Regions from separate parts of the Mus musculus genome. Here region 2 is linked to region 1. A link is a contact called in public promoter capture Hi-C data. All regions are on one chromosome and are shown on one strand. Each heading gives the region's core, a stretch centred on a gene start, on an enhancer-like site or on the middle of the called end of the contact. The rest is flanking DNA. Distances are from core to core; before and after follow the strand shown.

Region 1 (4,496 bases), core at 444-2,943:
TAGGACTCAGAAGGGAGTAATGACTTATGGCTCTATCTCCTAACCCTGGGAGTATAGACCAAGCACACCCAGGAGAGGGGGTCGTGATCTCACAGGTTGCACATGGGCCACTTACAGCCCCATCCAGTTTCCAGGTATGTCCCATGATACATCAGCTTTTGCTCATGGACTCTCCCTCCTCTGTGGCCTCGTGGGATCTGTGCTGAGAACCTAGAAGGCCAGCTGGCCACAGTGTCTCCAAGCAGCTTCGAGCTGCTTCTTGTAATGCTGGCGTCATCTGAGCCAATTGGGGAGAACTCGGGTGATTAGACAGAAGTTAGATTTTTCTTTCTTTTGAGACAGGGTCTCTATTATGTAGCTGTAGCTGTCTTGGAACTCTCTATGCAGACCAGGCAGGCCTTGAACTCACAGAGGTCCACCAATCAGAAGATACAGGTTCTTAACAAACCGAATACTTTATTTTGGTACTAGAAAGCTTACAGAATTATGTCAGGTTTTAAGCAACTTACTTCTTTGAAAATATGCATTTCCCCCCTACAAAATTTTGTTTGGGGTTGTGGATTAAGAAGTAAACTGAGGCAAATGTGATGATGTTTGTTCAATGATATTCTATACTGGAAATCTGGAGGCCTGAAGCATATGGAAATTCAAACTCTTGTTATAATTGGTTTGCTTTTTCAAGACAGGGTTTCACAACATAGTTCTGGCTGTCCTGGAACTCAGTATGTAGACCAGGATGGCCTTGAACTCACAGAGATCCACTTGCCTCTACCTCCTGAGTGCAGAGATTAGAGGCACCAGTACACCTGCATGTATATGTACGTGTATATATGTGTGTATATATTATATAATGTGTATATGTGAGATATATATGTATATACATATATATATGTGTGTGTATAAATGTGGAGAGAGAGATTGATTGATTGAGATTGTGAAATTACCAAAATGCACTGATGTGGGTAGATGAGGTCATCTATTCTTTTTGTTTGTTTGTGTTTTGTTGGTTTAGGTGTGTGTGTGTGTGTGTGTGTGTGTGTGTGTGTGTGTGTGTTTAAAGACATGGTTTCTCTGTGTAGCCCTGGCTGTCCTGAAATTCACTCTGTAGACCAGGCTGGACTCTAACTCAGAGACCAGCCTGCCTCTGCTCGTGCTAGGATTGAAGTGCTTTACCACCACGGCTAAGTGTGTTCAGTGTTCCAAACGTTACAGAGACACGGATTGATTTCGCTTCTGTTACTGGGGTGAGACCATCCATTCTATCATTTCCTTTTCTGTGTTCTCAGATACTGCCTGGTAGCATACAACTGTAACAAAAACAAATTCAAGAAGAGGAAGAGAAGAAGAGAAGGAGAGATGAAGGAGACAGAAGATGAGGAAGGAGGAGTACTCACTACTACAGACATCTTCAAGTCGGCTCCTCCAGGGACACAAGCTGAAACTCAAAGGTGAATATCATATTAGTCAAAATATGAAGGGACAGGCAGACCTTTGAGTATTACGAGTTGGTTTTTTTTTTTTTAATAAGCATGGGCGTCTCCAACCACGACCTGACAAATATAATAAAAGTGGTGTGATTCTTTAAAAAAATAAAAGTTGTTCAGATTCTGTCCGGCGACTGCTCCCAAGTTTTCATATTAGGTAGGATCGGGGTTGGACGCGTAATCAAGCTCCTCCCAAGGTGGATTTCCCCACCCCTGCCCGGTGCGCGCGCAAGCCCGCGGAGGTTGGAGGTACCACTAAGCGTCAAGTCGCCGCGACAAGAATCCAGAACTTTTCTGGGAGTGAGGAAATCCAGAGAACTTTTTTAGGAGTGAGGGGACAGCCATCCTTCGTGGCTTTTGGGAGCTGAAGCCGCAGGGTTTCGGATGAGCTGACACCATGGAGCCTCCAGGACCCAGCACGCCCACAGCCTCTGCCGCTGCCCGGGCAGATCACTACACCCCAGGCCTCCGGCCACTCCCGAAGCGCAGACTTCTATATAGCTTTGCGTTGCTGCTTGCTGTGCTACAGGTGAGTGTGGCGCGACTGCGGTGCCCGAAGTGGGAAGCCGGCCAGGAAAGGAAATGGCAAGGAAATGTCCTGAGAGCCGGGCGCGCACGTGCGTGTGGTGGGAGAGGTCTGACACTGCGGGGGGTGGGGGGGACACGACTCCGCGGGGGTCCAGGTAGGCCTCAACAGGGAAGCCTAGAAGGTTCGATGGTGGGGTGAGAGGGTTGGGGGGGTGGAGTGAGAGGGGGGGTGGAGTGAGGGGGGGTGGGGGACCCGAAGGTGAGGTGGGTCAGGACTGGATGGGGAGGTGGGCGGAACACTCTAGACTGGGAGGATGTGAGGCGCCGCTCTGGTAGAAAAAGGTCCTGACGGTAGATGAGAGGTCCTCAAAGATGGTGGGAAGAAAGTTCTGGCGTTGGGTTGGGGCTTGTGGAGATGGCACGCGAGGGGCGTGGCGAGCAGCTGACCCAGCAAAAACGCACCAGGGCACCCAAGGTGGAGCAGGGAAAGGGAGAGGGGACAGTGGGCGGAGGAAGGATCCAGTTACCCTGTAGGATCCTAAGGACAGAGAAGGCCATGGTGGGGGAGCCAGGTGGAGGGGGCTGTTGGGGGGAGGGGGTGGAGACCCTCCCTAGCTGCTGGACATCCCTTTCCAGGCAGGAAAGGAAGCCTTGCCTGGTGTTAGCTTTAGCTGCCAGAAAGTTCTGTTCAATTTCCGCGTCACATCACTGACTGTACTTTTTCCAGTTTCTTGGACTCTGCAACTTACTGGGCTTAAAAAGAGTAAAGGGGCCCTGAAGAGCCTAGAATCGGGCCTTTCCCCTTCTGCCAGATGAGATTGTTGAGGGGAATTCCAGTGTCTTGGAGTCCATTGTTTCTAACTTCAAATAGAAAGGCACACAAGTGTCTTTTTAGAGACACTTATTGTATATATTCTTATATTATATTCTAGACTCATTTCCACCAGGCTGGACACAGTTCTCCACCTTCTGTTTTAATACTTCACTGTTGGGCTGGAGAGATGGCTCAGCGGTTAAGAGCCCTGACTGCTCTTCCTGAGTTCAAATCTCAGCAACCACATGGTGGCTCCCAACCATCTGTCATGAGATCTGATGCCCTCCCTCTTCTGGAGTGTCTGAAGACAGCTACAGTGAACTTACATATAATAAATAAATAAAATCTTTAATCTTCTTTAATCTTCTTCCTCCTCACTGTTGAGGAGGAACATGCATATGTCTGAAAAATAAGTAAGTAGAACGAAGGAAGGAAGCAGAGTTAAGATGTGTTCAGGTAGTACCAGGCAGCCCTGCCTATGGACCAGCGTGTTCATCCTCTCTTGGCTTCTAGTTACTTTTAGTATCACTTCTTTAGCTATTTGGGGGGAAAAAAAGAATAAGAAGAAGAAAGAAAGAAAGAGAGAGAGAGAAAGAGAGAGAGAGAGAGAGAGAGAGAGAGAAGGAAAAAAAGAAGAGAAATGAGCAGAATAGTAGTTGAGAACATGGAGAAATGGGTGGAGGGGTGAGCTGTTACTTTAATGGTTACAGACTTAAGAGTTTTAAGATGAAGGGAATTCTGGGCTTTGGTTACAGGACAGTGTGAACACAGCAGTACAGGCCTTTTTGTTTAAAATGATTACGGTGTTAGTTTTACCTAATGTATACCTGAATGCGTGTAAAAAAATCTTTGTGCACACTTATCTTGGGTTTCATTCCTGTGAGGAAACGCCACGACCACGAGCAACTTATAAAGAAAACATTTAAGTGGGGCTGGCTTACAGTTTCATGGGTTTAGTCCATTATCATTATGGTGGGAAGCATGGCAGCATGCAAGCAGACTTGGTGCCGGAGGAGCAGAGAGTTCTACATCTTGATCCACAGGCAGCAAAGAGACTGTGTACCATACTGGGTATAGCTTGAGCATAGGAGACCTCAAATTCTGCCCCCACAGTGACACACTTTCTCCAACAAGGTCACACCTCCTCCAATAAGGCCACATCTCCTAATAGTGACATTCCCCATGGGCCAAGCATTCAAACCCATGAGTCTATGGGGGCCATACCCACTCAAACCACCACATCCCACTCCCTGGCTCCCATAGGCCTATAGCTATAGCATAATGCAAACTGCATTTGGTCTAATTTCAAAAGTCTCCATAGTCTACCATAGTCTCAACAATGTTTAAAAGTCCGAAGTTCAAAGTCTGAGACTCATGCAATCTCTTAACTGTAATCCCCTATAAGATAAGAATAAAAGACAGATCACATACTTCCAACAAACAATTGCACAGGATATGCATCCAAAGCATGTGTTGTCCCACCTCAGGATCCAGATCAAAGGAAGTCTTCCTGCCTCAGGATCCGAGTCACAGGTGTGCCCTCCATTTCTGGATTGTAGTTCATTCCAAATGTAGTCTAGTTGACAACTGAGAATAGTCATCACAACACTAAGTGACTTCAGGTGAGTGCAATACCATAGAATGTGTCTGGAGATCAGAGGCCGGCTTCA
Region 2 (4,491 bases), core at 1,612-4,111, 62 kb after region 1:
TGGAAGAGCAGTCAGTGCTCTTAACCCCTGAGCCATTCCTCCAATCCATACTTCTATTTTTTTTCTCTTGAGTTATAATATATTCTTTTTAAAATTAGGTATTTTCTTATTTTACATTTCAAATGCTATCCCAAAAGTCCCCCCTGCCTCACTCCCCTACCCACCCACATACTTCTATTTTTAATTTTTTTTGTTTTTGTTTTTGTTTTTCGAGACAGGGTTTCTCTGTGTAGCCCTGGCTGTCCTGGAACTCACTCTGTAGACCAGCCTGGCCTTGAACTCAGAAATTCACCTGCCTCTGCCTCCCAAGTGCGGGAATTAAAGGCTTGCGCCACCACGCCCGGCTAATTTATTTTATTTTATTAGTGAATAGGTGTTTTACCTGCATGGATATCTGTGCAGTGTGTGAATGCAGGTCCTTCAAAGCCCAGAAGAAGGCATCAAATACCCTGTTCCTGGAGTCACAGTTGTAAGCTGCCATGTGGGTGCCTGGTCCTTAGAGCTTGGACCGAACCACCTCTCTAGTTCGCAGCTACTTCTTTCGCTGACTCCCATGAATGCACAGAGAAACCCTTCCATCTCTTTTTAGCCTCTCCTTTACCACTTAATTCCCAAGCCTAGGGACTGAATAGGACAGGATAGAACAGTTGCATGGGTTTTCTTCAATATATATATATATATATATATATATATATATATATATATATATATATATATATATATATATTCAGAGGCTTAAAACATTCTCATCTACCTTGATCCAAGGAAGCCTAATAAAATCTCAGGAGATGACCTCAGTCGGGAAATGTTCAGTGACACCAGCGATGGTGGAGAAACAAACCCGCCAGTGTGAAGGGAGAAGTTTACATGAATGGTGGATGTCTGTCCATCCGTAGCAGTGGATGTCCTAGTGTGTATACACATACACCAGCTACATAATGGTTAATTGTTTATCAGTGGACTCTCGAGCAGTTAGGAAAAGCTCGCCCACAAAGAAAAGTACAGAAATGTATACTAAAGTTATTTCGACGTGTCAAAATTATACATCTTAACATTTTTATTTTTTCTGCATATTTAAAAAAAATATTTTCCAGATTTAGCTTGGATGTGTCTCCGTTAGGGTATCTATTTCTGTGAAGAGACACCATGACCATGGCAACCCTTATAAAGAAAAACATTTAATTGGGGATGACTTACAGTTCAGAGGTTCAGTCCATCATCATCATGATGGGAAGCATGGCAGCATGTAGGCAGACATAGTATTGGAGAAGGAGCTGAGAGTTCTCCATCTTGAGCCACAGGCAGCAAAGGGGAGTGTGTGCCACACTAGGCCTAGCTTGAACATAGGAGAACTCAAAGCCTGCTCTCATAGTGGCACACCCACTCCAACAAGGCCACACCCACTCCAACAAGGCCACACCCATCCAACAAGGCTACACCTCCTAATAGTGTCACTTCCTATGGGTCAAGCATCCAAACACATGAGTGTATGGGGGCCATACCTATTGAAACCACCACAGGTAGGAAAGTATCCCATTCAGATTGCACCTACACAAACCCAGGTGGTCTGGCCGACTTCACACCCAGGCCCATAGTATATATCATGGTTTGGGGTCTATTCCTGCAGCGTGCACTAAGGAAGCAGTGCATGCCTGAATCAAGCACAAGAGAAAATAGCAATCTGGAGCTGGGGTAAACCCTGGGACGTGTGAAGCTGTTGCTGGCAGGAGTCGGCACTCTTTCTCACAGACAGCTTTGCGAGTGGAAGGAGTGTGCTTGGAAATAGTGATAAAGCATAGGGCAGTGAACACATCAACGACTTAGCAAGAACGGTGGACTGAGCCGGGCATGCCGCTCACACCTGTCACCTCAGCATTTGGGAGATGGGAGAGGAGGATCACAAGGCTACAGGGCAGAACCCAACCAAAACAAACCGGTCCTTGTTCAGTCAGGCAGTAGGCTCACATTTGTAATCCACTTGGAAGGTTAAGGCAGGGGAATCACAAGTTCAAGGCTAGCCTGAGTTACATAATGAGTTGGAAAGCCAGGCAGGGTTATATAAGGAGACCTTGTCTACACACACACACTCACACACACACACACACACACACACACACACACACACACAGAGAGAGAGAGAGAGAGAGAGAGAGAGAGAGAGAGAGAGAGAGAGAGAGGAGATCTGGGGAGGAGATGGCTCAGTTAGAAACTGCCTGCTATATAAACATGAGCCTAAGCTTGGTTCCCTAACCAAAATAACCAAAAGCACTTGCTGCTCTTCCAAAATACCTAGGTTCAATTCCCAGCACACGCATGCTGGCTTTCTCTATCTCTAGTCCCATGGGATCTGACACCCTCTGCTGAACTCCATGGGCACCACGCATGTATGTGGTACACACACACATCCGTGCAGACAAAAAAAAAATCACTCATATGCATGAAATAAAAGAAATCTAAAAAGACATATGAGGTAGCTTGAGCAACAACAATTGTCGTCTGTCTGATGACTGAGGAGACTGCTGAGTGATGAGGGAACAGGTAACTTATACACAGAGGACTCCGTGGGCAAAAGGATGGGGTAAATCCTGGATGAGACAGGGGCCAAGCGAAGCGGGCGTTCAACTTGCTGTTCTGGACAAGGCCAAACTCAAGCTCTGCAGTTTTTCTTCTCATCTCCTTGTTCAGCTCTTATCTCCTTGACTCCTCTCCTGGGTCACTAATGCCCATCAAGGAAAACTCACTCCGTGTAACAACTCCCAGAGAGTCACGTCCTCACTTCTTGGGGGTGTTTCCAGGCAGCTCTGCTGGGACCCATGTGACCCACTTTGCATGCATGATAAACTCAGTATTTCAGTGCCAGCCATGCATGAAAGCTTAATCCGTAGCCTGTACCCTTCCTTGAATGTGATCTCGGCACCCTCAAGAGGTGTTAGGGAAGTCTTCATTCGGTCCCTTTGTGATACAAACTGGGTAGGAGGCTGATGGCTGGACCTGGTTGCGCTATAGAAAGATGGGTGTGGGGGTTGCTTGTGGGCCTCAGTGAGTGGGACAGCAGGACTTGACTCTTGGGAGGGAGAAGGAACATGAAATGTGGATTTTGGGGGTCAGCAGTCTGGGGTTGCACACTGGGTCCCTGGAAATGGGATAGGTACATCTAGAGACATCACAGGAAATGGCTCAGGTGACATAACTGAGAAAAAGGACACACCATACACTTAGTAGGTGTGGTGGTTTGGTAGGAATGGGCCCCATAGATTCATATGTTTGAATGCTTGGCCACAGGGAATTAGGAGGTATGACCTTGTTGGAGGAAGTATATCACCATGGCGTTGGGCTTTGAGATCTCCTCTGCTCAAGCTATGTCCAGTGTAGCACACAGTCTCCTTCTGCTGCCTTCGGATCAAGATGTAGAACTCTCAGCTTCTTCTCGAACACCATGTCTGACTGCATGCCATCATGTTTCCCGCCACAATAATGGACTAAACCTCTGAAACTGGGAGCTAGCCCTGATCAAATGTTTTTCTGTATAAGAGTTGCCATGGTCATGGTGTCTCTTCAGAGCAATAAAATCCTAACAAAGACAGTATAGATGAATTCTTGACCTCGCCTCTTTTATTCACAGGCCTTCAAGGTAGGAGGAACCTTTGAGTCCTAGCTCTGTGTCTAGAACCTGGGCAGCCACTTCCCAGCAGTCCCTGCTCTGCTCCCACTGGTCCTGTGGTTTTATTATGAGGTCAGGAAGGGATTTCTAGTAGAGGGTTGCATAGCCCGTGACTACCCTGCTGGCTATATTTCACAGGCTCCCACCAATCCAGCCTGGTCTCTGAGCCTTGCAGGCCACAGGGAACCAAAGCTTCTTTCTGACCCGGGCAGCAGTGACTATAGGATTCTCTTTTTGCAAGACATGAGGAGAAAAATTAGAATGTGAAATTGGGCAGAGGCCTAGGCCTGTGGGAGTTAGGGGGAGGCCACCCAAACCTCAGCTTTCTGTTGCCATCTGGGCCCTTGCAGGAGACCTATAGACCACTTGAGAGTCTCCCCCTCTAGAGCTGCAGGCTCCATCTTGTCTATTTGTCTCACCCTTAACACTAAAAGAGACACAAAGAACCCGCAGGCCACCCTGCACCCGCACCTTGCCTCTGCCTTGTGACTGTGCTTAATATAGGCCAAACGAAAACAGCTCCCAAAATAGAGCTGCTCTGAGAGGCAGCTGCGGCTAGGAAGCACTCCACAGAAAGAAAATGTGCAGGTGACAGGGGAGCCTAGTTCTCCTCAGGTGTTACATAACCCAGGCTAGGAAACTGGGGCCCTAAATCAGTAGAGGAAAGAAAGTTTGCCCTGCCCCTCCAGGGGCCTTCTCCTCCCTCTCCCCCAGACCACGGGGCAGCTCCACTTTAAGGGCAAGGAGGGAGTTGGGCACAAGGTCACCCTTCAAAGCATCCCCAGGGAACCTGTCATGCATGCCTAAGTGGTCACATGACTTCCTGAGTT

What was found. Promoter capture Hi-C pulls out the DNA fragments that hold promoters and counts their contacts.
Region 2: a contact with region 1 is called in a promoter capture Hi-C map of pre-B cells, with 2.6 times the contacts expected there. The contact joins the enhancer-like site here to the promoter of Tnfrsf10b in region 1. A contact is called at or near these places in 1 of 39 promoter capture datasets (pre-B cells), 1 of 15 datasets of contacts at CTCF or cohesin (large pre-B cells), 5 of 484 Hi-C or Micro-C datasets (B cells, CD4 T cells, double positive thymocytes and 2 more), 4 of 115 datasets of contacts at active chromatin or transcription factors (double positive thymocytes, embryonic stem cells and pancreatic cancer cells) and 2 of 9 other capture datasets (adipose tissue and liver).

What each region holds. Positions count from the first base shown.
Region 1 is chr14:69,765,779-69,770,274 of GRCm38.p6, forward strand. It overlaps Tnfrsf10b (tumor necrosis factor receptor superfamily, member 10b), which reads left to right and starts at 1,694. Exons shown (of 8, transcript NM_020275.4): 1 at 1,694-2,013. The coding sequence starts at 1,882. It overlaps 4930480K23Rik (RIKEN cDNA 4930480K23 gene), which reads left to right. Exons shown (of 3, transcript NR_130157.1): 3 at 1,287-1,335.
Region 2 is chr14:69,826,615-69,831,105 of GRCm38.p6, forward strand. No RefSeq gene overlaps it. Among named protein-coding and RNA genes, the nearest start is that of Pebp4, 12 kb to the right of the region's middle. Within about 2 kb of position 2,862, at least 89 of the 459 cell types and tissues checked have an H3K27ac peak or open chromatin away from gene starts, as enhancers often do. A contact at or near this core is called in B cells, double positive thymocytes, germinal center B cells and 1 more, where this site is marked.